Linked DNA regions of Mus musculus: all the other regions are linked to region 5. The links are chromatin contacts, called in public Hi-C, HiChIP or PLAC-seq, capture Hi-C and promoter capture Hi-C maps. All regions are on one chromosome and are shown on one strand. Each heading gives the region's core, a stretch centred on a gene start, on an enhancer-like site or on the middle of the called end of the contact. The rest is flanking DNA. Distances are from core to core; before and after follow the strand shown.

The links. Promoter capture Hi-C pulls out the DNA fragments that hold promoters and counts their contacts. A called contact is a pair of places that touch in the nucleus more often than the background predicts. HiChIP or PLAC-seq counts read pairs in DNA pulled down with a chosen protein or histone mark. Capture Hi-C pulls out chosen DNA fragments and counts their contacts.
Region 1: a promoter capture Hi-C map of the HPC-7 cell line shows a contact between it and region 5. The contact joins the promoter of Eif3b here to the promoter of Get4 in region 5. A contact is called at or near these places in 4 of 39 promoter capture datasets (the HPC-7 cell line, hematopoietic stem and progenitor cells, liver and 1 more) and 1 of 115 datasets of contacts at active chromatin or transcription factors (embryonic hindbrain).
Region 2: a contact with region 5 is called in a Hi-C map of B cells, with 6 read pairs. The contact joins the promoter of Gnb2 here to the promoter of Get4 in region 5. A contact is called at or near these places in 1 of 39 promoter capture datasets (pre-B cells) and 1 of 484 Hi-C or Micro-C datasets (B cells).
Region 3: a contact with region 5 is called in an H3K27ac HiChIP or PLAC-seq map of epiblast stem cells, with 6 times the contacts expected there. The contact joins the promoter of Zkscan1 here to the promoter of Get4 in region 5. A contact is called at or near these places in 1 of 39 promoter capture datasets (cranial neural crest) and 1 of 115 datasets of contacts at active chromatin or transcription factors (epiblast stem cells).
Region 4: a contact with region 5 is called in a FOXA1 HiChIP or PLAC-seq map of pancreatic cancer cells. The contact joins the promoter of Nyap1 here to the promoter of Get4 in region 5. A contact is called at or near these places in 1 of 39 promoter capture datasets (the 3T3-L1 cell line), 1 of 484 Hi-C or Micro-C datasets (myocytes) and 1 of 115 datasets of contacts at active chromatin or transcription factors (pancreatic cancer cells).
Region 6: an H3K27ac HiChIP or PLAC-seq map of epiblast stem cells shows a contact between it and region 5, with 7 times the contacts expected there. The contact joins the promoter of Iqce here to the promoter of Get4 in region 5. A contact is called at or near these places in 3 of 39 promoter capture datasets (the 3T3-L1 cell line, liver and pre-B cells), 1 of 484 Hi-C or Micro-C datasets (B cells) and 2 of 115 datasets of contacts at active chromatin or transcription factors (embryonic stem cells and epiblast stem cells).
Region 7: a contact with region 5 is called in a capture Hi-C map of macrophages, with 4 times the contacts expected there. The contact joins the promoter of Cops6 here to the promoter of Get4 in region 5. A contact is called at or near these places in 15 of 39 promoter capture datasets (the 3T3-L1 cell line, cranial neural crest, embryonic stem cells and 9 more), 4 of 484 Hi-C or Micro-C datasets (B cells, CD4 T cells, Th1 cells and 1 more), 7 of 115 datasets of contacts at active chromatin or transcription factors (craniofacial prominence, embryonic stem cells, fetal liver and 3 more) and 2 of 9 other capture datasets (liver and macrophages).

The regions. Positions count from the first base shown.
Region 1 is chr5:140,418,011-140,420,840 of GRCm38.p6, reverse strand. Eif3b (eukaryotic translation initiation factor 3, subunit B) reads right to left here and starts at 1,536. Exons shown (of 19, transcript NM_133916.2): 1 at 1,015-1,536. The coding sequence starts at 1,480.
Region 2 is chr5:137,531,841-137,534,599 of GRCm38.p6, reverse strand. Gnb2 (guanine nucleotide binding protein (G protein), beta 2) reads left to right here and starts at 1,294. Exons shown (of 10, transcript NM_010312.5): 1 at 1,294-1,461.
Region 3 is chr5:138,083,716-138,086,415 of GRCm38.p6, reverse strand. It overlaps Zkscan1 (zinc finger with KRAB and SCAN domains 1), which reads right to left and starts at 1,332. Exons shown (of 6, transcript NM_133906.4): 1 at 1,185-1,332.
Region 4 is chr5:137,739,902-137,742,601 of GRCm38.p6, reverse strand. It overlaps Nyap1 (neuronal tyrosine-phosphorylated phosphoinositide 3-kinase adaptor 1), which reads left to right and starts at 1,434. Exons shown (of 7, transcript NM_001347505.1): 1 at 1,434-1,551.
Region 5 is chr5:139,251,029-139,253,728 of GRCm38.p6, reverse strand. It overlaps Get4 (golgi to ER traffic protein 4), which reads right to left and starts at 1,405. Exons shown (of 9, transcript NM_026269.2): 1 at 1,110-1,405. The coding sequence starts at 1,264.
Region 6 is chr5:140,701,035-140,703,734 of GRCm38.p6, reverse strand. Iqce (IQ motif containing E) reads left to right here and starts at 1,357. Exons shown (of 23, transcript NM_028833.3): 1 at 1,357-1,553. The coding sequence starts at 1,518.
Region 7 is chr5:138,159,847-138,162,546 of GRCm38.p6, reverse strand. It overlaps Cops6 (COP9 signalosome subunit 6), which reads right to left and starts at 1,445. Exons shown (of 10, transcript NM_012002.3): 1 at 1,365-1,445; 2 at 1,050-1,172; 3 at 742-873; 4 at 322-410; 5 at 163-225. The coding sequence starts at 1,434.

The DNA.
Region 1 (2,830 bases), core at 287-2,786, 1.2 Mb before region 5:
ACCCAGAAACCTGCTCTACCCAGATAAACGTCCTCAAGGCTGGAGCCTATAGATTCCTCACATTAGTTTATCGGCTTCTCACTCTTAGCCATCTTTCAAGAAATAAGCCAGGCATGGTGACTCACATCTCAAATCCTGGCAATCTGAAAGTGGAGGCAGAAGGATGGGGATCAAAGACAGCTTCAGCTTCATAAAGAGCTGGCCAGCCTGGACCATGCCAGACCCTGTTTCACAACAAAACAAAACAACCCCCACAAACATACAAAAGGATTAAGTCAAACAATGGTGACATCAAATGACGACCTCTTGAAATATTGTAAGTTCTAAGTTGACAACTATATTGGGGCGCTGAATTTTCATGGTAGTTCAAAAGCAATTGTTTGGGAGTACATGTCTGTAGGACCAGCACCGTGAAAACTGAGAAGAACCAAGAGTTCAATTTCAGCCTGAACTACATAGAGAGGCCCTGTCTCGTTTAAAAAAAAAAAAAAAAAAGTGGTGTTCTTAGGCCCTTTGGCCCTTGGTATTAGCCACACCAACACATGAAGGAACTGGCTCAAGTGAAGTTGAAACGGCAGAGGAACACATGCTATCAACTGTCAAAAAAGATTTTAGGAATCTGGCTCCTGTGCAGGTAGACAGAAACAATGCCTTTAAAAAGCCAGTCACCATAGAAGAAATCATGAAGTAAGCGGCCAAACGAACAATGTGAAAAAGCAATGGTCCAGGGTACCGACCTAGTAAAAGGAAGCAGGTTGGTAATGTGCTTGGGTCCGATGGCAATGCCTTACTACGGAAACCATTGGGAACACAGCAACTGGTCAACCCTGGAAACCCTTGGCCAGGAAACTGGAATGCCCCCAGATAGTCCTGTTCGTCCTGCCCTCCACCAACCCCCAGGTGCAAGGGCTTGCCGCAGAAACGGACTCCCCAAATGGTCCCCCACTGTAGAGGAAACAAGATCGTTGTAACCGGGAGACCTCGCGCCCTGGCCGGGGACACGATCGCCCTTACCTTCCTCGCTCACGTCGTCTACGAAATCCTCGGGGTCGCTGAAGGAGGGCTCATCTGCCTCTCCGTTCTCCAGAGCCCGCGGCTCCGCCTCAGCCGCGCTCCCATCAGACCCGCCCTCCTCCTCCGCTCCAGCCGAGGGGTGCCCCCGGGCCTGCTCGCCAACGGCCTCTGCCTTCCCGGGAGCAGAGGGCTCCTGCGACGGGGACCGCTCCGCCGACTGCGGCGTGGGCGAGGCGGCCGGACTCGTCGCCGTTTCCTCTTCGGATTGGGCCGCCGGCTTGGCCCTCACTTCGGGCTCCGGTCCGGCCTCGGCGTCTTCTTCGGCGTCTTCCGTCTGCCCCACTTCGGACCCCCCAGACCCTGCCGCCTCGTCCGTCGGCGGCGACTCGGAGGCCGGCTGCTGCCTCGCGGGCTCAGCCCGCTCCTCGGCCGCCTCGGGCACCGCCACGTTCTCAGCGTCCTGCATGGGCCCGCGCTGCTTCTCACCCGGCTCGGCCGCCCTGCTTCCGACTCCCAGAAGTCACCGCGCGCCGCTAGCGCGGAGCCATGTGCGTGCAGCGATGGGATCGTACCAAGATGTGGCTCGGGGGAGACACCCACGCCCTCATTCCTCACGATCAGCCCGAGAAAACTCAGATATGCATAAAAATCTAGAAACAATTAAAATAATAAGTTTCAAGATATGCAAGTTTATTTATAGCCCAAAAGGTTTTTTAAGGTAGCAAATAAATTCACAAGGATATGTGGCTCCCCCATTCTAGCTAAGAAATAGTTGCGTCCAAGATGGTAGAAGTTCCTTTGCCTCTCCCAGCGGGCGCTACGGGGAAGGACTGTACTATCTGGGGAGCATCAAGTGGATTCTCAAATGATTAACACGCGTAACTGTATGAAGACAAAATATGTGACCATAAAATAATGCCAAGACAACTGAAAGCTCCACACATGATTCTTTGTAAGCTTTGCTTTTAATCAGACAGACTGCTTGACTGACATGACTGGCTTCGCTCCCCCGTAAGGTCTTGCATTTTAGACCGGTCCACTGACGGGGCAAAAGAACGAAGGGTTCCAAAATTACGCGAGGAGCTCGCCGACAACCAGGGGCCGCCAACACACACAAGAATGACTGCCCGCACAATGCAGAGTCGTGTGATGAGCGGCTTTAATCTCAATGGCCATCCTCACTGCAGCGGCTCGCAATTTAGCGTTGGCCCCAGACGTGAAAGTCACTGTGATTCTGTCTGCCGGTGACTGCGGTCTTCACGCGCGGGAGAGCGCGATCACGTGGGCCAGCGTGGGGTGGACGGGACGGAACCTTCGTGGAGTGACCAGGGGGACCCCAAGAGTGGTTTGCTTGAAAAGATAGTCAAGATTTTTGATACTTCCAGTTCAAAGTTTCGAAAATCTTAATAAGAACTAGTTGAGGGGACTAAGAGCTTAAGAACACAAGTTTCGCTCTCAGTACCCATATGGTAGTTTACAACCATCTCTTAACTCGAATTTTTTTTTATGCGTATCAGTGTTCTGCCAGCAAGTCTGTCTGTGCACCGTGTACAAGCGGAGGCCGAAAGAAGGCATCGTATCACGCGCAGGACTTAGAGTAGACAATTATGAACCGCATGTCGTTGCTGGCAATAGAACCCAGGCTCTCTAGAAGAGCAGGCAATGCTCTGAACTGTTGAGCCTAATTTAAAAGACAAAACAACAACAAAAACAGTTGAGTCACCTCTCTGGTCCCAGATCATTCCTAAGAAAAAACAAACAAAACTTTCCTTTTTTTTTTTTTTTAAAGGACCTGTTAGTTGACCAGGAAGCATAG
Region 2 (2,759 bases), core at 45-2,544, 1.7 Mb after region 5:
AGTGTTTTTTTTTTGTTTTGTTTTGTTTTGTTTTGTTTTGTTTTTTTCAAGACAGGGTTTCTCTGTATAGCCCTGGCTGTCCTGGAACTCACTTTGTAGACCAGGGTGGCCTCAAACTCAGAAATCCACCTGCCTCTGCCTCCCGAGTGCTGGGATTAAAGGTGTGTGCCACCTTGCCCGGCTGAATAGTGTGTTTTGATCTCCTAAACTCCGAGGACTGTCTCAAAGGCCACAGGACAACTCGGACTTTACCAAAACATTTTCACAATCTATGGGGGGACGGGGGACGGGACAGTTCTCCAACAATCCAGGAGACTCAAGGGTAACCTTCAATATACTCATTTAACAGATATGGAAATCCAGGCACATTCTTATGTTGTGTTCCCTCGGTGGGGTGCTCCACAGTGTAGTTTTCTTCAATGGTTATTAAAGTTGAGATCGCATCTCAACTCTGCAGCCTGAGTCCATAGTCAGCATCATGAGGATTAATAAACAAAAGTATTGGTGAGAGATGTGGCTCCATTGGTGGAGTGTTTGCCTAGCATGTATGAAGCCCTAAGTTCTACCCTGCATAAATCAGGCACAGGGTTGTGTATCTGTAATTCCAGCATTTGGTAGATGTAAGCAGGAGGATTATCAGTTTAGGGTCATCCTGGGCTACGTGGTGGGCTCCTGAAACTCTATCATAAAACAAAAACCTTTAAGTATGCAAATCAATAAATATGGACTGTTGCTGCGGCGGTATGAGGCCTAGTCTAGGAAGCCTACAACCCCTCACAGTGCTGCGCTTGAAGAACTGTCTGGGTGTAATTCCCTCTAACTTGCATTTTATGGGATTCTAGTGGTCACCAACCACTCGCTGTCTTTTTCTGCCCCACTGTCCTGCACTGGTTTAGACTTCCCTAGTTCCGCCTCCGGGAAGGGAGTGGCCTCACCAGGGGGCGTGGCCAACCCGAGAATTGGGCCTTCTTGCCTCCAGTCTGGAGCCGCCCAATCCGGAGGGGGGGGGGGTTGAAGGAGGTCGATCACGTGACCTGGGATTTTTTTTTTCCCCCCTCCCTTATGCCTATACCACTTCTGCTGTCCCTAGAGAGGATGTCTTGCTCCTTTTCTGGAAATAAACTACGTCGTGTGATCTTTGATGAGTTAGAAAAACGTGGAATTGTGCTTTTATTGTGGCTGAGGCATCTTTTGCTCCTGGAGTGGTGTTTTCGCTTCTAGCCTTCCCCCCCACACACTTGAGTATTTGGTCTCGTCCAGCCTGGCCCTGGGCGCGGCGGCGACGGCCGCGTCACTGGCGGGCGGGATCCCTCCGCTCTGGGGAGAGCTGCGCTGGACGGTTGAGTTGGGGTGACTGAGGAAATCCATCCGCGTCGCCGCCGCTGCCGCCTCCGCCGCGGAGGAAGACAGGACCTCCCGCGCTCCTCCAAGCGACCCCTTGGCAGAGTCCCACCACCTCAGGTACCTCCGCTGATAAAAGGAGTCCTCATCTCCCCCAGCCCCAAATTCCCACGGGTGTGTGTGTGGCAGGGGGAAGCCTCGGTTCCTTCCGTCTCCCGGGTTTGGCTCTTGGGAAACGGACGTAACTCCCAGACCTCCCCTCCCTTCCTCTGGCCCGGTCGTTTCCAAACCCGGAAGGGGAACTGGGGGGGGGGGGGGGACCCTCGGCTTCAATAATGCATGCGCTCCCTGCAATATCAGTGGCAATTATTTTAAAATCTAGACCCCCCTCATCCCAGCCCCGCCTGCCTCTTGATCCCTTAATAGTTGGGGGGCTAAATTCTGGGTTTCTTCTATGTCCTGTCCCGCCCCCTTTCCCCACCACCACCCTGCTGCCTGCCCCTGGGTAACAGCCCTCGTGCCCACTCGTTTCACACCCTTGCTTGCATTAGCCTTGCAGAACTCCAGAATCCTAGGAGATCCAGTTAAGGCCTCAAGGCCACCCTTGTCTTCGTCTCCACCCTACTGCCCCTTGATTCGGGCTCTGGCAGTGTTTTCTCAGTCCCGACCCCTAAGCTGGAGATCTCAGCACCTTATTCTTTTTACAAATCCTTACCCAGGTCTGGCACCTAGTCGCCTGTCCCCTTCGTCCAGCTTTCTTTTGGGCAAAATGGAGGTCCTACGAGCTGAAGGGCCTGGCCCACTGCACTTCGCAGCACGGCCAGCCCGCGCCGTCCAGCTGCCAGATCTGAGGACCCTCTCTTTCCTCCTCTCACACCTGCGGAGGCGGTGGCACCCTTTTTTTTGGAGGGGGGGCTATGGTTGCTTTATCCCTAGAATCGAGGAGCTGCTGAGGGAACGTTGGAGGGTAATGGGGATCTAAGGGCTGGGAGCATGGCCCCCGACCCAGTGTCTTCTTCCTGGCCTGTTTTCCTTCTGCCCCAGGCCTGTGTCATTGAGGCCAGGCCTGGGCTGCTGTCAGCTGGAAGGAAGGGGCTTTTGTTCACAGCTGGAGTGGGGTGGTAGCTATGTCGTTGCCCCCTCCCTCATTTTGGAGGGGCATCCTCTGGCACTGGCGCAGAAAGCTGAACTTACGGAGGGGAAATATCTTCGGGGAAGAGGAACGCCCAGTGTCTGGGGGAAGTGGGAGCTGGGTGGGGGACGCCTGGGTCGCCAGAGTGCAGTGTACACGGCCAGATCGCACAGGTGTCCCGGGAAGGCAGGACGTCGGAGGCTGGAGTGGTGCCAGCTAGGCCTCGGGGGCTGCTGAGCACAGAGCTGGGCTCTAGGGGTGCCTAGGGGCATCGGGCCGAGCCGCC
Region 3 (2,700 bases), core at 83-2,582, 1.2 Mb after region 5:
AGCATTCAGCCGCAGGCATTTCTGTAAGTTAACAAAGATGATCCTGAATAAAATAACAAGTAAGAATCTTGTGTGGTAATTGAAAGAGGACACAAACCTGAAAGAAAAAAAACATCTGGATAATTCTTCACTACAGTTTCCTTATAATAAAGGTATTTTCCCACATTTGGCCAGCTTTTCTAGTAACTTCACTTGATGTGGTTACAATGAATTCTTCATAATTCCAACAAGTATTTATTGACTGCTTTCAATCCGCCTAGCACTGCCCTGTACAATAAATGCTTTCTTTGGTCCCAGGCCATGGAACAGCCACTCTCTATAATCAATGTGTGTGTGTGCTGTGTGTGTGTAGGGAGGGGAAGGAAGGGGGAACTTCAAACTAAATGAGCTGCCTTTTTTTTTTTTTAAATTACAATTACATTTACCAACTCCACTCATTTCAAGTTTGAAGAACCTTTTTGAGCAAAGGTAGTTAATTTTATGGATAATAAAACTGACAGTTGGCAAATGTCTAATCTCATCTAAGGTCATTAAGCTGATCAATCTCCTACTGGCCCAGTGTGGTTTCTCCCAGATACCCTTCACGTCTCACTCATTGCAATCAAGCAAGGTGAACTAACACTCCACTAATCTCCCAGATAGCACAGTTAAACAGGCTTAAACCAGCAAGAGGTCTTGAAGCATTGCATAAAGCTGACAGCCGGCTGTTAATTTCTACTAGATCTTTTAACCACCGTCAAGCCGCCAGCGCTTTCGCTCAGCGTTGGGAGATGGAAAGACAGAAAAGCAAGTGATCCGGAAATGTTTTCGGAACCTCAAACCTGTACAGAGCTCAAGGTCTTCCGCGTCGTTTATCTCAAGATTCTCAAGGACCCAAGACGCCCGGAGAAGTAAACGACAGCAATAAAACGAAAACCACACAAAACACTTTCCCCTGCAACCACAGCAAATGGCGACAGGAGGGGGGGAGGGGGAGAAGAATCCAGACACGGGGATCACGTCCATTTGTGATCTTGTCCTCAGAAATGTTATACAAGGATGATGACATGAAAGAGCTCCCCACTGACCCCAGAGATTCGAGCACCGCCGGGACCCCGCAGGGCTCCTTTCCAAGTCCCCCCGGGTGGTCACACGGTCCACCCTCGCAGCCCGCCCGTCCTCCGAGAGTCCGCCATGAGACTCACCGTGAGTCTCCGGAGCGGCCTGGGGACGCCGGGCGACCAAGCACAGCTTGCTCTGGGTTCAACCCGACCGAAGGGCACTGCACACCGACATAGGCCCTCCCAATACCTCGCCACAGGCACAATGAGTCACAAAGACCGGAAGTAGGTCAGCACCTCATCTTCCGGGATCGAGTTGAGCTTCCGGGTCTCCTCTAGGAACACGGGAGGACTTTGCATCTCGGTTTCTGAATTTCTTGTTCCGAGTCTCCCTACCCAACACCCCCCCCCCCCCAGCCCTGATTGCCTGTCTTCAATTCCAGAGGTGACAGATAGAGATAAAGTGATCCTGTTTAGGGTGTTCAGGTTTTTTTTTTTTCCTGATGTAGTATTTTTCAGCTCTATATTTGTTACTTTCTTCCCCATCTTTTCCATCTTGGGCAGTTATCAATAATAGTAATTGTATGCCTGTGGCAGAGAAGCTGAAGCAAGGGTGTAGATGGAGTTAGATCAAAGCCAAGCCAGGGGTGTCTGGTTTCACAGATCAGCCCTGGTGAGGTTTGCCAGTTGAGTGCATGGTGTTTCCAGATATGTGGCCCGAGGATAAAAGACTATCTTTCAGTAAACAAGCTACTTACACTGGTTCTGTAGAATATGCTATTATAGCACTTTAAAAGGATCTTTCAGAGGAATTACAGACGCTCAACAATTACTGCCTTTATCTCTTTGCCTTGTGGGCAATACAGAAATGAGGCTCCACCTTATAGAAGGCTCTATATCAAAGGCAAGTCCACAAGGAAGAGACCATACAGCATGGGGGAGATAACTTTATAAAACAATACTCCAAAATTAAAAAGCAATTGAAGTATTGTTCCTTTTTTATTAATTGATTATTAATTAATTCACTTTACATCCCAATATCAGCCCCCCTTCTCCCAGTGATAGGTTATTTCTCCGCCAGTGAAACGAGCCCATTCAGGCTAGATTATATTATAATAAAGGCAGGTTTATTGGGAAGCTGCTCTTGGTAGAGTTCACTGGCCCCAAGGATTGAGGCAGGAGAGTTGCAATGGGAGGGGAGGCAGAAAGAGAAAGGGCTTACATGCAGAGAAAGAAGAGAAGGAGAAGGAGGAGAGCAAAATGTTTGGATTATAAAGGGAAGAGTCTCTGGGGAAGGGCAGCCCAAGCCCTGGGATGGAAAGTTCAAGGCTGGGGGCAGGGTATACCAGGTAGGATCTGAGGGATGCTGGGAGAACCTGAAGACCAGGTCTGTTTTGATATGTAAAATATTCATCTCAGTCCCCTCTTCTGGGGTCCAAAACCAAACACCCAAAACCGCCTTAGGCAAGTCATCCTCCAATTCCACCTTCCCCTATTTGCAGTATTGTTAAAGGAAACAAGGAGCCAGCCATTCACTTGGAGAAGTAGGAGAAACCTTTATTCATGCATGGACTACAAAGCACGCTTGTGCTTTGAAGGGTTCAGTCCCCTTGGCAGTTTCTTACAGCTTTTTGTAGGTCAGGTAGTGGGGTTGTCATCC
Region 4 (2,700 bases), core at 185-2,684, 1.5 Mb after region 5:
GAGTTGTAGGCTAGCCTAGTCTTCAGAGTGTGTTCTAGGACAGCCTGGGCTACACAGAGAAACCTTGTCTGAAAATTTTTAAAAAGCCACAGTCTTGCTCGTCTTGTCTGTCATATTTTCGCCATAGTAAAAATGGCTGTAGTAGCTGCAGTCAGGAAACAAGCTTCCCACGTACCCTTACTCCTCCAAACTGGATCCCTATATAGGCTGCTGGTTTACAAAGTGCTTACAACCCTCTTCCTTCCTAAGGTCTTTATTTATAGTCGCATGTAGGCCACGGTCGGCTTTGAACTTGTGTAGCAGAGGATGACCTTGAACTGAAGCGCCTCTTGATTCTACCTGAGGAATGCTGGGATCACAGGTGTGTGCCGCAGCGTGTCAAGCCTCAGTAAGGTTAATCGAGGCAAGTGTGAAATGAGACATGGCTCAGACAAGCAGTGGGATGTGCTTGGGGCCACACAACACACCTGCATAGATTTTGCCGCATTGAAAAGCGTCCACAGGTACCAGGGATTAGGATGTGCATATTTTGCAGGGGATATCTCCCCCCCCCCCCCCCCCCCCAGTCCTTGGCGGATACAGCAGAGGTCTTCTCGATGCTAATTTACCCAACCACAAAGCTATCCACGTAAGGAATTTGTCAGAGCTCTGATGAGAAAAGGTCAAAAGAGGGGAGGGGTGAGGTCACATCCCTAACCACTCCCAGGTGGTGCCCCTGGTGGTCTCCCGCACGGGCCAACCTGGTGCGCTCAGATCCTGGCGGGCGGCGCCCACGGAGTCAAAGGTTAGTAAGGAATGACTTGGAGCGCGGGGGCGGACGCGCGGAAGACTTTGAGCCCCACACGGTGGAACAAGGTCCGGGCGCCTGGGAGGCTGCAAGGGGAGGAGGCCCAGCACCGCCAGCCAATTCTCGTGCCCTCCCCGCACCTAGGGCGGGGTGGCAGGGTGGGGGCACGGCGGGGACTAAGCCAAGGGAGCACGCCCCCTGCTGAGCAGATGCGCTGATCTCCAGGCAGGCGACTCGGAGTCCCTCTGCCCGCCTCACCGCTTGGTAGCACCCAGGGGCCGCAGCCGCAGCCTCCCACCCGGGAGCACTAAGGCGCACCGGGTTCGCGGGTGGGTGCGACCTCCAGGCTTCCGCTGGGGGGCGCCGCTGAGCACCCCGCTCCGCTTAGGGCTTGGGAGACCCAACCCAGCACAACACGGCTGAGTAGGGGGCGCGGGTCGGCGAGAACCAGACGCCCGAAAGCTGCGGAGCGGAACTCCCACACCCCAAGACCATCCTCTCAAGATCCCCTGTACGCTCCGCAGTCCTTGCACCCTCCACCCTAACCTCCTGGTGCAGCGCCGCACCGCCGTTCCCGCTCTGCCCTTGGAGGGTGTGGAAGGGTGGGTTTGGGGCCGGGGGCGGGTCTGGGGGCGGACCCGGAGGCGGGGCTGTCTCTGCGGCAGGGCCCAGTTCGGCTCCCCCAGTCTCTCTCTGTCTCTCCTCCTCCCTCCTCCTGCTCCGGGCGGAGCCCGGCATGGGGGGGCCGGCGCCCGGCAGGCCAGGTACGGTGATGTAGAAACTGGGGAGGCTTCATGCGGGGAGGTGGTGATGGGGGGACTACGGGTAGGGAGGAATTGGCGGGGCGAGAGGCGGAGACACCCAGGGTAGCAGGACAAGGGGAAGAGGAGGGGGTGCCCCGGGAACCTGGGGCCCTTGGATGGAAAAGGGGGGGGGGGTTAAAGCAGGCCAGGTTTGGAACAAACTGGGGAAGGAGGAGGACGGCTGTGAGGAGGGGCTCCAGGGAGGAGACGTGAAGCTGAAGGCGAAAGGGAGAGAGTGTGTTTGGGGGAAGGGACGCAAAGCGCAGGTATGGAGGCCGAAGCCCAGAAGGTTGCTATGGGGCCAGACTGGAGACCCCCGCCAGGGTGGGATTCAAGGGCGGGACTACTAGGGGGGAGCCGGGGGTTCTCCCAAATCCTGGAGCAGACAGAAGGTAGATTGATTTGGGCTATCAGCAAGAGGAGGGAGGCAGAAACCATTGCTGAGGGACCAGGGAGCTGGAATAGAGGTGGACGGAGGTCCAGGCCCAGGATTGGAAAAGCGGGGACTCCGGAGAGTGAAGGTAGATGGATGGATGGGATTTCAGTTGCCCAACTCAGTATCACCATCCTTCCTTCAGCATCCCCACCCTGCCCTGATGAACCCCCCACTAAGCCTCAGGGCCTAAAAGAGGGTAGGAAGCCTAACTCCCCCCCCCCCCAAGCTGGGTGCAATGTACGCAAGTAGGCCCTGAGCACAACTTGTCTGTAGGTGTGGCCAATTCCATAGCAGATTTGTGTGCTAGAGGTCTGTGTGTATCTATCAGTGGGTGTGTCTGTGGGTGTTTATGTCTGTGTGTGTTGTTCCTGGGTTTGTGTTTACCTGTGCCCCTTTATGTCTGTCCCTATTTGTAGATATGTCTGTGGCCTGTGGTGTGTCTAAATATGCTGTGTCCCTACAGAGTTGCTGTATGCTTGTGAGGTCTGTCTGTCTGTGGTGGTTCGGGATATATTTACACAGAATGGGAATCTGTGCCAACCTGATCGCTCAGTGTCTGTGGCTCCAAACACCTTTGTCAGGGTGTGTGATTCTGGACACACACACTTCTATGGCTGCCTGTCTGGGAGGGGTTCCCTAAACTGTATGGGATATTCTGTGCCTGTGTTTTCCTT
Region 5 (2,700 bases), core at 156-2,655:
CTTGCTAACTACTGCGTGTGGCCTTAACCATGCCCCTCCCTCCCATGTCCACCTGGCTACTTGCCAGGCTCAATCTGGGCATGTGGGAAGTGGGAATTGTCCTCAGATGTAAACAAGTATCACTCACGAGCCAGAGGGTTCCCAGAGCACTGATTCTTCAGCCCCCAACAGGGCTTCAAGGCAGTGAGGCCACTGTGTACAGTGTCATCCACTGTCATGGCAGCTTTATCCAGCCCACAGAACACACCGTGCTCAGATCAAGCTAGAGGGAGTGACTGTAGGAGGAGTTCCACAGCACGTGGGCCCTAGGTGACAGTAATGGGTGGATGATAATGTGCAACTGGTACAAGATAACCACTTTCCACTCCTTTTACTGAAGGCCTAAAATTGCCCTAAAACAAAACGTATTTTAAAACGAAAAGTAGGTCTAAGGGGCACAGGGGCCAAACCCACACTACGGACATGGAGCAGAAATGCTGATGTCCTGTAGTCAGGAATAAAGTTCTACGTAGGAATTATCAGCTGGCAGATGCACAGAGGCAGGAATACAGATGGCCACAGGCTGGCCCACGGTGTCAGCATCTGACCACACTTTAGCCGGCTGTGCAATTCCAATCACTGGCCACAGAAGGGAGGACTAGGTGAGACTACTCTGACAACAGGACTCGCCAACCAGCGGAAGCCTTCAGAGAAAGGGAGGCCAGGCGAGGAAGAGGGTGTGATAGAGAAGGAGTGGCGGGAAGAGAGGCCTGTAAGAGGGAGGAGGCCTAAGTGAAGAGGAGAGAGGCTAGTGATAAAACTGAGTCCAGGGAAGGGGAGGCCTGAGAAGAAGTTGGCTGGGGAAGGAGGCCTGGGAAAAGGAAGGAAGGAAGGACGGGGGAAGGGCAGCTCTGAGAGTAAGGCAGGGACTCAGAAAGACGAGGCCGAGAGAGGAGGAGGGGGAACCAGGCAGAGAAGAGGAGGCCCTGCCGAGTAGTACAAGCCCGCCGCCCCCGCTCTGCTCCGCGACAGGCAGCCGCATAAACCAATGAGGGTGCGGGGCGCCGCAGCGCAGCCAATGAGCAACAGCGGAGGTGGGGCCTCGGCGCTAAGCCGCCACCCGCGCCCACCTGAAGAAGAGGGTCCGGTACATCTGGTGCGCCTCGTAGTAGTCGCCCTTCTCGACGCTAGCACGCAGCTTGCCCTCCACGCGCTGGACGCCGCCGCGGTTGCGGGCGCCGTTGCGGGCGCCCTCCTGCTCTGCCATCGCCGCCGCCGCCGCCATGGGCCGGCGTTCCGCGCAGAGCTGACGCTGTCGCAGGCGCGGTCGGCGGCGCCTCCCGGCTTCCGTCCCTGCGGCCGCCGCACTCCTTCTACGGTGGCCGCGAGGAGCCGTGCGAGGGCGGGCGCGCCGCGGGCCGCACGTGATCGAGGCGGAGCCTGCCGGGATCGCGGGAGCCGCGCGAGGACACGCCCCTGAGGGGGGGTCTGAGAAGGACCCTGAGAACACAGGCCAGGAAAAGCCGACGGGGTGGGGCTCTCAGACTATCGCGGGAACTTGTTTGTAGTCTTGCGAGAGTGGGCGGGACCGAGGTCTTGGGCGGGACTACACGCTGAGCTGTCCCCAGCTTAGTGTCATCACTGCACAATGTAATCAGCCACGTAGGCTGCGCAAGTAAACTGAGGCAGAAGACTCAGCGATGAGGCGTCTTATTCGCGCGCCCCCTGAAGTTACCCTTAGCGCATGGATGAACCAGACACATTTTAGAAGCTTTGACCTGTCTCACACCTGCCCGGGGAGTGCCCCTCCAGGTGGCAGTCATCCTTAGTGACATCTGGGACAGGGCAGTATGCTCAGGCTAGAACCTGTAATGTCTCCAAGAAGACCTGGCTGTGGTTGGAGCAGGTGACAGCAGAGAAGGGAGGAAGGTCATGATTAATTGGGGGAGGATGGGAGGTGCTGGCCAGGGTCAGAGTTGTCCTCTGACAGCATCCAAAACTCAGGTTACAAAACCCTACACATATCCTTAAATAATGAGTTTGGATGCTGGAGATGAAGTTCAGGGCGTTCATTTCTGTCAGCTACACACTCTCAGCCTTCCATTTACTCTGGCCCTTGAACTTGTGACTCTCCTGCCTCAACTTACCTACTTTTTATGCCTGCACCCGGGCCAGCTGGACTAGCATTTTCTGCACCACACCCATGTGCAAGCAGAAAGCATGGTAACAGATTAAGGAGTCTGTAAACATGATCTCTTGCTGTGGGGTCCGCTTAAATCCAACCTAAAACCAACATAACTCAAGACACCAGGTCAACGCAGGTAATCAAGCCGCTATTGGTCAGGGCCGCAGAGCAGATGAAGCTGAAGTAAAACCCTGAGGGAATACTGTACAGCCTAAAGGATGAAAATATAGAGAAAGGGGGAGGTGGGTGGGCAGGCTGTAGCACTGTCTAATCATAATCCGTCGTAAGGGGTTGGACAAGGGCGTTCCCACTGTATCAGGATAGGTTGGTTCCTAGGCCTGGAAACATAAACATTAGTTTGACCCTGCCAGCAAGATGAAGTTGTCCTCGAGATGTCTGGACTCAAGACAACTATTTCCTTACAACAGAAGCTGTTCAAAGTAAGCTATTGGGAAGTCCCTAGCTCCCCTAGGGCCTGGGAGCTTGGTTTCTTGATATGATTAAATGGAGCCTGAAAACAAGATGGTAGTACTTAG
Region 6 (2,700 bases), core at 108-2,607, 1.5 Mb before region 5:
TAATGGGAGACCCCAGCATGTTGGGCTTCTGCAGAAAATATCACTGCAGGCTGGAGAGATGGCTCAGCTGTTGAGAGCACTGACTGCTCTTCCTAGAAGTCCTGAGTTCAATTCCCAGCAACCACATGGTGGCTCACAGCCATCTGTAACGGATTCTGGTGTATCTGAAGACAGCTACTGTGTAGTCATACACATTAAATAAATAAACAGGGTTTCACTGTGTAGCTCTGACTGTCCTGGAACTCTATAGACCAGGCTAGCCTCAAACTCAGAAATCTGCCTGCCTCTGCCTCTGCCTCTGCCTCCCAAGTGTTAGGATTAAAGGCATGTTCCACCACTGCCAGGCTAATAAATAAAATCTTAAAAAAAACAAAACCAAAAAACTACTCTGCGTTTACATACTGAGTCTGGGCTGTTATTCTTTGGCAAATCATGGGTCCTTAGACAAGCAAGAAAAAAAAAACCTCCCAGGAGAATCCTTGTATTAAGCTTAATGTTGCAAAGCCACCCAGTTGCAGAGAGCTGTTTACTCAAAAAAATGAATGTGTGCTGGGGAATAGTCCCTTTGCAAGCCTAAGAACAGGAGTCGCCAGAATCCATAAAGGAGATGGGATGGGGGCGGAAGGGGACAAAATAAAAGGAGGGCATAGCGATACACATTTGTAACCCCAGCATTGATGAGGCAGACAGGATCACGCGCGCGCGTGCGCGCGCGTGTACACACACACACACACACACAGAGGCAAATGACATACTGTTTTCATCTATCACTGGCCTGCTGGGCCACCAGGGAAGTGCTCCCTATCTGGCCTGGGTTGGAAAGCCACGGAATCCTGGAGAGTTCAGAGAGGCTTGTGATAGCAAACCGTCAGCTGAGGGTTTAAAGCAGTTGGTGCTGGCCCATGGGCAGTCTTATCCTCATGGCGCCAGACCCCAGGTCTAACAACTAGGGAGTCAGTCACCTTGGCCCCCAACATCTCAGTTTCTTTACAGAAAAAAAACAAACATGTAAATAGGCTGATGTCCCCAATCTCAAATCTTGCGTATCGTTAAGGATGGTGCTTTATGCTCTCTTTTCAACTCAACATGGCGACCCTCGGAACCTCTGCCCACTGGACTACATAGTTGCAGCCAGTGTTTGCCGAAATCCAACCCGGGCTCCTGAAGTTGGATCTGAGAGCATGGCTTCCAGGTAGAAAGTTAGTATTGCCTGCGGGAAGCCAATTAATTCACGCATCCCACGAAACAAAACAAAACAAAACAACAACCAAAAAAAAAAAAAAAAAGCCCACAAGACCACAAGAACGGATTGCGCCGTGCAACCCCGGGAGAGTGCTTGGTAGGCCCCTTGCTCGCGCACACTTTGCGCGTGCACAAGATTCGTCGGGCTCCGGAGGAAGGACCACATCCGGGGCTCTGTGGCCGCGGCACGGTTGCCATGGTACCAGGGCGGCTGGCAGGCCTCCCAAGCCGAGGGCAGAGCTCGCAGGACCCGGAGGCCGCGCAGCGCTGCCGCTATGAGCCTGGGCACCACAGATATAGCCTCGGAGACGGTAAGGAGCCTTGGGGCGGAGGGAGGAAGGGCGCACGGTGGCAGCCAGCTCCGGCAGGCCGATTATTACCGCACAAGAGCCATCTCCGGGCGTCGGCCGCCACCGTGCCCGCGCCCCAGCAGCCTCTAGCTCCCGCCTGCGCTCGCGGAGGCCACTACTTCCAGGAAGCCCCCGGGACTGCGCCCCTCCCGCACGCGCTGCGGGTCTGAGGCTGCAGCCGGCCGACGATAAGCTCCTCTCGTAAGTGTTGCTGTAGGCTGTGGTCTCGCGACTCCCCGGAGCGATCCAGGGCAAGGGGGAAGTCCTGTCCCCAGCCTCCCCCAAGGCTAGTTTTGCACGGGTCCGGGAGTCATCTCTGGAAGAGGTGTGCCTCTCTCACTCTCTGCGTGTCGGTATCAAGTGAACTTTGTACATTCCGGGGGGCGGTGGGAGAGGGGCGGTGGCTATAGGACAGGGCAATAGGCTGATGTAGGGAGCAGCTTGGTACAGGTTTAGAGCCAGTAGGAGCATTAAATGTAAAGGCCGCAAGGCCGGGGAAAGTAGCACACCGGAAAGCAAGCTTTTGGAGTTGAGATTTAGAAGGGCACTGAGGGAGGTAGGCAGGGACCTGGCCATGGTGAAATATGACTTTCAAGGGTCCAGGGGACGCCTGTGAGAGCCTCCACAACAGACTGAACGACTAAGCCTTAGGTCAGCAGAGAGCAGCTGGGATTCCCTACTTGTTCCTGCACTCGAAGCTTTCCAAGATTTGCCTAGTTTTGGAGGTCGCTCTCTCAACACTGCCTTCAGTAGCTGCCCCCAGTAACTGCTCCCTCATCTCTGTTTTTTGGGTGCTACTGGGGACTGAAACCCTCATGCCAGACTAGAGCGCTACAGATAAACCTCCCCAGCTGGGTCACTGGGGGATTCTAGGCAAGCACTTAATTTCTGACTACCACTGAGCGCCCCCCACCCGCACCCCTCACCGGGCTCGCTCGCAGAACTGCATCTCCAGACCTTTAAGAAGTTAAAACCATCCCCACTAAGGGTGGGACTTGGTGGGGGAAGACTTCGAACCGGATGTAAAGTAAATGAATAAATTAATGAAATTTCTTGTGTTGAGATTACAAAGATAGTTCATGACTCTTTCAATACATATGGCAAGTTA
Region 7 (2,700 bases), core at 196-2,695, 1.1 Mb after region 5:
GAAACACCACTGAAGAGATGAAGTCACACAACTGATGGGTGTAAACAGCAGGGTAGAGATTCAACTCAAGCTTTCTCTAATACACATAATGTCGGTAAATTAGAGCAAAGGCATAGTGGCAGATGATCAAGAAAAAGGGGACATTGGGTCAACAACACTCACATCTGTGTGCTTGGTCATAGGGTTCAACTTCAGAAAGAGCGGACTCTCAATTATCTCACACACCTAGAAGATAAGGCAAAGCCCAGGAAGAGTCAGTATCTCCTCTTCCCCTAACCTTCTGTTCATTTCCCCAACATGCACATATTTGAGCTTCTATACCTGCTTATGGACGTGGATGTCTGAGGGGTCAGGTGGCCCCCCTGTGGTATACCAACCCAGAAACTCCAGCTCCTTGAAAACCTGTTTAACTGGAGAAGAAGGGGCCAGAGTAAATATTCCTTTAAACCTCTCTTCCTTAGTTTGATGGGCCTGGTGTGTTCTTTCCGGTTCTCCCCTCCCTCCTCATATTTTGGGTCAGTTTAAAATAACTACACCTAACTAACCTTGAACTTCTGACCTCTTGCCTCTATCTCCTGGGTTATATGGTACTGAGGATTGAACTCTGGTCTTCCCGAATGTTAGGAAATGCACTTTACCCCACTGCCCTACATCCTCAGGCCTTTTATTCTTTAAGACAAACAAAACAAAACAAAAATCTTCCCACTTTTCCTTCCCCACCCACTTCTATTCCCCTCTCACACTGCTCCTCCTTGGTGTAATAATATTCTTTGTCAATGATAATCTTCTCTTCCACGGTGTGGGACAGCAGCTCAAAGGAGTTCATCACTTCGATATTTCGCCCCTCCTGCTTCCCGATCAGAGCCCCAATCACTAAGGGGAGAGAAACAGAAGCGCAAGGAAACTAGGTGAGGAACAGGCGTCTCGGAAAACCTTTCCCGAGTCGGCGTGAATCAACGACTGGGGAAACAATAATTTGGAAGAAAGGGCGCAGGGGAGTGACTGGAGGAAATCTCCAAGAGATTTTGAGATTTACACACAACACTCACCCTGCATAGGCCGCCCCTCCTGGGAGCGCATGCGGATCCAATGGTCTGAGATGTTAAGGATGACAAGGGGATGAAGAGCGACGGAAACACTCCCAGTCACTCCGGAGGCCATCACGCTGGGGACTGTTAAAGGTGAAAGGAAAACATAGCGGCTGAGAGCTCGGGCCCACACATTTTCCCCTAGACATGGAAGCAGGGGACCAGCAGAGCCCGGCCGTCCATCGCTGCCCTCAAGTTATCCTGGGACAGGTTTAAGAAGTACTCAAGACCACTTCTCAAGGGCAACTCCAGAAGTCGGTCTGCGCACCCCGTTACCTGCTGCATCCACTTCCATGCCGCTGCTGCCTCCGCTCCCATTCGCCCCCGCCGCAGCTGCCGCCGCCATTTTCCCCGCGCCCGCCAGCCACGGCCCGCCCCTTTCCTTCTCGGCTTCCGTCGGGGAGCGGTGCATGCTCAGTGTATACTTGGTGCTGCTAATGGGCGGGGCAGCTGCCAGTACTTAGTAGCTCAGGGTGCTCTGCGTGTTGTGCTGCTGCTAGCGGTTCTCATGTAAACCAGCCTGGCCATGAGTTCTGTAGTGTGTATCTGAAGATGGCTTTGAACTTTGATCCTCTTGCCTTTACCTCCCAAGGAGGGCTATTAGTTTCCAGGTCTCAAGTGGATACACTGTCAATACTAAACACAGAGAAAATTGCGATCAAAAGGAGGAAAGGCTGTAAAAGGGAATGGGGAAGACAATTTATTCAGGATATAAAATTTTTCATGTTGCATATAATCTATAGAGACTTGATCACTTGTTTGTTGAGATAGGGTCTTACAATGTTGGCCAGCTGGTGGGAACTTGCTATTCGTCTAGGCAGACTTCTAGGAGATCCGCCTTCCTCTCCTTCCTGAATGCTGAGATTAAAGGTGTGTACCATACCCAGCATGCCTAGCTTTTAAAACGATGTACTGAGGATCTAAACTCAGGTCCTAACACTTCATCCCCTGAGCCATCTCCCCAGTAGTAATTACTCTTGAATTGTTCAGCTTCTTCAGTTTCAAGACAACCTCTTTACACAACTTAGCAACTGCTATTGGGAGGGCTTGTGGCCCACGCCTTTAATCACAGCCTTTAATCGAGGCGGGCAGACCTCATGAGTTCAAGGCCAGCCTGGACTACAAAGTGAGTTCCATCACAGCCAAAGCTACACAAACAAACCCTGTCGCACAAACAAAAAAAAAAAGGTGGGGGGAGGGGAAGAGTTGCCTTGGTCATGGTGTCTCTTTACAGCAATAGAACAGTGATTAAGACAATTACTTGTAACAAAAAAGAAAACCAAAAAAAAAAAAAAAAAAAAAAGACAATTACTTGCCCAGCATGGTGGCACACGCCTTTAATCCCAGCACTTGGGAGGCAGAGGCAGGCGGATTTCTGAGTTCGAGGCCAGCCTGGTCTACAGAGTGAGTTCCAAAATAAAAAAAATAAAAATAAAAATAAAAATAAAAGAAAACGTTTCCTACTTGGACAATAACTAAGGCTAAGCGACCTGCTTAAATAGCCAAGAAAGAGTATTTGGTCCACAATCATTCATTTGGGGCCAATAACAGCCATTTTTTTAAATTTTTATTTTGGTTTTTCGAGACAGGGTTTCTCTGTATAGCCCTGGCT